Regions from separate parts of the Sus scrofa genome. Here region 1 is linked to region 2. The links are chromatin contacts, called in public HiChIP or PLAC-seq maps. All regions are on one chromosome and are shown on one strand. Each heading gives the region's core, a stretch centred on a gene start, on an enhancer-like site or on the middle of the called end of the contact. The rest is flanking DNA. Distances are from core to core; before and after follow the strand shown.

What was found. HiChIP or PLAC-seq counts read pairs in DNA pulled down with a chosen protein or histone mark.
Region 1: an H3K27ac HiChIP or PLAC-seq map of skeletal muscle shows a contact between it and region 2, with 2.6 times the contacts expected there. The contact joins two enhancer-like sites. A contact is called at or near these places in 3 of 47 Hi-C or Micro-C datasets (embryonic fibroblasts, fibroblasts and heart right ventricle) and 1 of 2 datasets of contacts at active chromatin or transcription factors (skeletal muscle).

What each region holds. Positions count from the first base shown.
Region 1 is chr2:46,984,946-46,988,326 of Sscrofa11.1, reverse strand. All of the region lies in intron 2 of PARVA (alpha-parvin), which reads left to right. Among named protein-coding and RNA genes, the nearest start is that of PARVA, 41 kb to the left of the region's middle. Within about 2 kb of position 1,421, at least 16 of the 83 cell types and tissues checked have an H3K27ac peak or open chromatin away from gene starts, as enhancers often do. A contact at or near this core is called in embryonic fibroblasts, where this site is marked.
Region 2 is chr2:46,808,952-46,812,168 of Sscrofa11.1, reverse strand. No RefSeq gene overlaps it. Among named protein-coding and RNA genes, the nearest start is that of TEAD1, 140 kb to the right of the region's middle. Within about 2 kb of position 1,733, at least 18 of the 83 cell types and tissues checked have an H3K27ac peak or open chromatin away from gene starts, as enhancers often do. A contact at or near this core is called in embryonic fibroblasts, where this site is marked.

The DNA.
Region 1 (3,381 bases), core at 172-2,671, 180 kb before region 2:
TTTTGATTCTATAACACATTCATTGAATAGTCCGACTTCCACTGGAATTTAATCAGGAACACCCCCCCCTCCACCTCCGCCCAAGCACTGACTTAAAACATGCTCTGTGACGTCTTGGGTGGATTGCATGACTTTCTGGTCTCTTCCCGCTATAAGGACATTTAGGTTCATCTTCTTTTTTTTATGGCTGCACCCATGGCACATGGAAGTTCCTGGGCGAGCAGTGGAAGCAGAGCTGCAGCTGGGGCTTGCAACCACAGCCTCATCAACACTGGATCCAAGCCACATCTGCAACCTACACTGCAGCTTGCAGCACCACCAGATCCTTAACCCACTGAGTGAGGCCAGAGATCAAACCTGAATCCTCAAAGGGACAATGTCGTGTCCTTAACCCACTGAGCCACAATGGAGACTCCCAACATTTAGGTTCTTATGACTCACCTGTTGGTACGAAGATCTAGTCCAGTCTGAAATCAAAACTTAACTTCTCATCCAGTTCAAAGTCTTCCAATATCGACGGTGTTGTTATAATGCTCTCCTGATGGTTGCTGTTTTGCTGGTTCATTGCTGATGTGTTTGGTTCTTCAGAGGCCCTGCAGGGAATTTTAAAAGAGTTCTTGAGTGTGGTTAGCTTCATGGGGATTTCAGTCTTTGGAATCCATGACTCAGTGGCCTCCCCTGTTACACGTTACAATCATGGCATCGCAGGGCTGCTGTTGCTGTCACCCATAGAAAAACATGATGACATCTGTTTAAGTTCCCCAGAAATGACAGCAAAGTGGAATGAAAAGTCCAATGTTTAAAAGATGTATATCTGATCATTAGAATATGGAAAAATCAATTCCTTTGGAAGTTAGAACCATATGTTTTTTTCTTTTTTAAAAAGGTTTCTTTCTGAAGCCTCAATTCTGCCTTGGATGTCTTCAGGAAAAAGGAGTGTATAAGTGTAGTTTTTTATTGCAGGCATTGTAGATGAAACGGGTCCTGGGGAGAGGCCATCAAAGTAGAGATTTATTCTTTGGCGTTGAAGCATAGAGGAGATAAACCATGAAAGGATATTTTTAAAACTTTCATTTAAAACATGCCCGGTGAATCACAAATTCTTCCCAGCCAGCGTTTCAGTTTGTCTTCTGAAATCTGAAAACTCGAAATATTCACTCTAGGGGTTGGGAGGAGAGGGGATTGCTCAGGTTTCAGTTACAGGTTACAGTTTTTTATTGTTTTCTTCTCCTAATGGCTTCTTATACCCTTCCATGTGTTTCCAGCTGCCCATATGACCCCCACCGCAGAGGAAAGCAATTTGGCGTGCTCATGGCCAGAAGATATTGGGTTGTCACCCACTTGAAGGGCCTTAGCATGAGGGTGATGCTTAGCTCAGGGGAACTGGGCCCCAGAGTTGGCTTTGCCATCTGGAGGTATTTTGTGATCCAAGGTCTTTTTGGCATCAGCTCCGCCTGGTAGAGAACAGGTTTTCGTAACATCCGTTCCACGTTGCTTCCACTTCTAAAACAAGTCTTCCTAAAACACAGGCTTCTCCCTGACTCAGGATCTGGCAGGACTCTCCGTCCTTTTAAAAGATATGGCATAGGTTCCTCAGTCCAGCTTTTAAGGCCTCCAGAGTCTGGTTCTAACTTGACTTGATATTCCTCTGCTTCCTAACATGCTGATGGTCATCTGCTGATTATCTTCATACAGGTCCCGCCAGTACTGGGGTCTGTACCTTTGCTTGTGTGTTCCCCAGTCTCCCACCCCTGCCCACCTGCCCCGGCCCTGCTGGCTCAGCCCAGCTACTGCGGCCCCCATGGCACTCTCACACATCTGGCCCTGCTGCCCTTCCTGTTAGAGCGGTGAACCCTGGATCACATGCCTCCTGGTGCATCTGCTGGTTTCATGTTTTGGATTGATTTCCTCCACTTGATTAGGAATTCTTGGTTTGCAGTGACCATATCCTCTTCTTGTCTCGCAGCCTTCCCAGCCAAGCGTGCAGACTGTACTCAGTTAGGCTCGCTGATTGGTTGGGATGTGGTGACCTGGTCAGCAGGCCATGTCACTGTTTCACTGCGCTCCAGTGAGCAGGGGACAGCTTAAGAGATGGACCCAGTGTTTTCCCAGCTAGATCATGGGTCTCTGGTGGGGAGCTCAGGGGCTAGTTCCTTAAGAGTCTGGGGTATAGGATGTGCGCTGAATTCACATCCTAGCTGACTAGCTCTGTGAACTTGGCCATGTCATCTCATTTCTTCCCTGATATAACTCAGATGTGTTTGTTTATAAACAGGTATGATGTGCTAAGCCCTATTTGAGGAGCTGGGGATATGGCAGTGAATAGAATAGAGATCTGCATAATAAGGCAGGGCCAACTATGTGAAAATCTTGGGGATGAACTTTGCAAAAAAGAAGGGCTAGCAGGTGCAGCCACAGAAGTTTATGAAATCGAAAGGAGGCCCATGTGGTTGAAGCATGGAGGTCGAGGGGAGGCTGGTGCTGGGGCTGGGAGCCAGGCCAAGACTGGATGCTGCAGAGTCCCACAGGACCATCAGAAGACTGAGTTTTTCCCTAAAACATATGGGAAACCACTAGAGGATTTTGGCAGTGAAAAACGTGGTCTGTTTTTATTCACAGTGCCTGCCTCTTTGGCCATTAACTGCAATTAAGTAAGATAATATATGCAAGGAACCTGGTATACAGTAGGTGCTTGATAAGTGGTAATTAAGCTTTTCATGTTTTGGAGAAAAACTGGTTGTTTCCTATAGTTTGACTTGTCGCCTGAATAATGGTACCCCAAAATGTCTATGTCCTAATCCTTGGAATCTGTGACTATGTTACTTTACAGGGCAAAGGGGAATTAAGGTTGCAAATGGAATTAAGATCGTTAATTAGCTGACCTGAAAATAGGGAGACTATCTTGGATTATCCAAGTGGATCTAGAGTCATCACAAGCATCCTTCAGCATCAAGGAGGGAGGCAAGAGGGAGATTCAGAGGGAGAGGGGACCATAGCGGAAGGTCACAGAGATGCAGTATTATTAGCTTTGAAGATGGGGTAGGGGTCGCCATCCGAGGAATGCAGGTGGCCACAGAGCTGGAAAAGGCAAGGAAATGGTTTCTCCCCTAGAACTTCTGAAGGGAATGCAGCCTGGCTCACATCTTGATTTTAGCCCAGTGGAAACCCATTTGGACTTCTGACCACCGGAATTGTGAGATGCTGTATTTGTGTTGTTTTAAGCCACTCAGTACGCGGTAAGGATTTTGGACTAATCTTCCTAACTCCAATTTCGTACACCTCCCTATGACCTATGACCCATGACTTTTAAAACCTCTTGTTTCGTTCACCGTCTACAGATTGGTGCCTATGACGTGCCAGGCTATATAAGATGGTGTCTGT
Region 2 (3,217 bases), core at 484-2,983:
TCCATATGCCAAGGGAGTGGCCCTAGAAAAGGCCAAAAAAAAAAAGACAAAAAACAAACAAACAAACAAAAAACAAACCTGACTATTAACCATGAGGACGTGAGTTTGATCCCTGGCCTTGCTCTGTGGGTAAAGGATCTGGTGTTGCCATGAGCTGTGGTATAGGTTGCAGACGCGGTTTGGAGTCTGAGCTGTTGTGGCTGTGGTGTAGGCTGACAGCTATAGCTCCGATTTGACCCCTAGCCTGGGAACTTCCAAATGCTGCAGGTGTGGCTCTAAAAAGACAAAGACAAAAAAAAAAAAAAAAAAAAAAAGTTCATCGATAGAGGACTGGCTAAATCAATTATGATGCATCCAGTCCATGGAATGCCAAATAATCATTTTAAAAAGGAGTGATATAGTAAGAAAGAACAACAAGTCTTGAAATAGCTGAAATAGATCCTGGCGGTACTGGTTATCTCTGGGGAGGAAGACTAGTGGCAGAGGAGCAAGAGAAGGAGGACGTTTTGTCTTCATCATCTAACCCTTATACACTTTGCATTTTGTTCTTTGTATTACCCATACACACACTAAGAAAAGGATTGATTATTTTCTGAAAGTACCTTTGGCATCTAGTCCAAAACATGGTGATCGAACTAGCTATATAATTCAAAAAATTATAATCACCAGAGTTCTCATTTGCTGAGCACTTAACCTGCATTAGCCTCAATATTAAGGCTCTTTGCAACACGTTTTATCTGATTTTTCTCCTCAGAGCAGCCCTACAAAGTAGATTTTACCATCTTTATTTTAGAAATGAGAACACTATGACTCAAGGAGTTTTTAAAAGATGCCTGAGGTTACACAACCCACACAAGGCAAAACTGGGATTCAAACCTAGCTGGAGCTAACTTTTTCCACCGGGCCCTGGGGGCCTCCTACGATCACTCAGTGCAACTATATCTCCCTCCTCACTCCCATCCCCAGGGCCTGGCAGAATGCTTGGCCCATAGGAGGTGTCTAATACATGCTGAATGAATGACAAACAGAAAGCAAAACGGTGACAGCGAGACTCCACAAGAAATTCCCTAAAAGGAATTTTACACATGTTTGAGCATCTCAGGATCGCAGGATAATATCCCTCTGAGGTTACTTGGAAGACAACAACAACCTTCACTTGGATGGCTCTGCTCTGCTGTGTTTGCTAAAAAAAATAAAAAATAAAAATAAAATAGTCACATTGTGTTTGCTCACACCTCACAAAAGCCTCATTACTTGAAAATGCCTTTCTGGTGGAAGATGATTTCACAACAAGGAGAACCAGAGAATGTGCTTTTCATTAGGTTACTTTTAATAATAACTGCCTGGCAGATGGGATTATGCGAATAAATAGGTATGTCTCTTTTGTTTCTATCTTCTGTTTTTCCTCGTGCGGGTTGGAAAATTCCAACAAGCTCGGCCATTCATTTCAGGGTGAATGTGGGACCCAAACAGTTAAATATCAGCCAAGTTGGCTTCCTTGCTGCCTCCCAGCCAAGGAGATGAATGGAATGCTCATGAGGTCGCTTGGCAGACATCCACATTCCTATGGGAACGTTGCAGCAGGGAGGGCTTTGGGACACGAAGAGGCAAACGTGTGGGAGTTGTGGGGCAAACTGCAAATGATCCGAAGTCTCAGAAAAATGCCTGCAGCGCCCACTGGCAGAGGATGCTTTGCAGAGGACCAGTGACATCTCCGTCCTTGCTCGAGTCCACGCAGACTCCGTCCTTGCTCGAGTCCACGCAGACAGAAATCGAATGGTACCGCTACTTCCTACAGCCGCCCAGGCGTTGAACCGCCAGGGCCACTTCCCGCATCGCTGCAGCTGAGAGCTCGTTAAAAGAATTTCATCAAGGAGTCCCACTTCTTCAGCGGATCTGTATCCTCATTCCTCTTTCCCTCATCACACTCAAGAAAATGACCTGGGGGCAATGTGCCCAAGCCCCGCTTCCTCACCTTCTCTCGCCTCCACACACAGGGTCTCTGTCCACCTCCAAGAAAGGGACTCAAACCCAGTGCATTGTCATTTTCCTCAAATGCATCCTTGTATCATTTCAAACATACTCTAGGGAGCTCCCGTGGCATCCTAGCAATAACAAATCCGACCAGTTACCCATGAGGACTCGGGTTTGATCCCTGGCCTTGCTCAGTGGGTTAAGGATCCAGCATTGCCGTGAGCTGTGGTGTAGGTTGCAGATGAGGCTCGGATCCCGCATTGCTGTGGCTGTGGCATAGGCCGGGGTCTGCAGCTCTGATTGAACCCCTAGCCTGGGAACCTCCATGTGCGAGGGTACGGCCCTAGAAAAGGCAAAAAGACAAAAAAAAAAAAAAAATAGAAACTATGATATTCATGTTTTCCCCCAAATGGTAGCTCATCAGAAAATGTCTTACCTCACCACAAAAAGGAAGCTTGAGCCCAGAGCTGTGTATTCAGAGACTTCTGCATGTCCCGGCGACATTTCCTGCACCCATCATTCTGAGAAAGGCTCCCCATCCTGAGGAGGGGGCCTTGTGCTCCAATTCTCTGCCCCACTTGGTGGCATTCGTCCCAGGGAGTGGTAAGCACTTGAGAAGAGTTCTCTGTAGTAAGTTGGGGTGTTAAGATAAGACTTTTTTTTTTTTTTTTTTTAATTCCGGGGCCAACAGGCTAGGATGTGGAGAGAATGGAGACATTCAGAGCTATGGTGTTTATTTATTTATTTTTTCTCTCTGTTCCATCTTATCTCCAGGGTTTGCAAAAGACACCTTTCCAGTTCCTCTGCAAAGGCACAAAGATAAGCCCGTAGGTCCCTGGCTTCATTGCCTGGGCCCTACCTAATTAATGTCCTTGAAGGCAAAATTCTCAGTCTCTCCCAAGGCCAGCAAGCTAGGCTAAAGATTACAAAGAAGGGACTCTGGCAGGGAGAAACAGCAGTTTCTAGGGAGGGAAATAGCATCCTGGCTTTTGGTACCACAGGGCGCCAAAACCTTAGAAGACTTCAGACCCAGAAGAAGAAGAATAAAGGGAATAAAATGGCATGGAAATGACATGAATATAATATAATATTAATGTAATACAATCATCTGCTCAGTTCATAATCCAGCTTTCAGAGAATCTGCATTCCTTTGGTCATAAAAGTAGCCCTTGGCTATAACATTATCTGAACATATGCCCTGCTCCCACCCCCTGGCTAATTAATCAGAGATGGACACCTGACC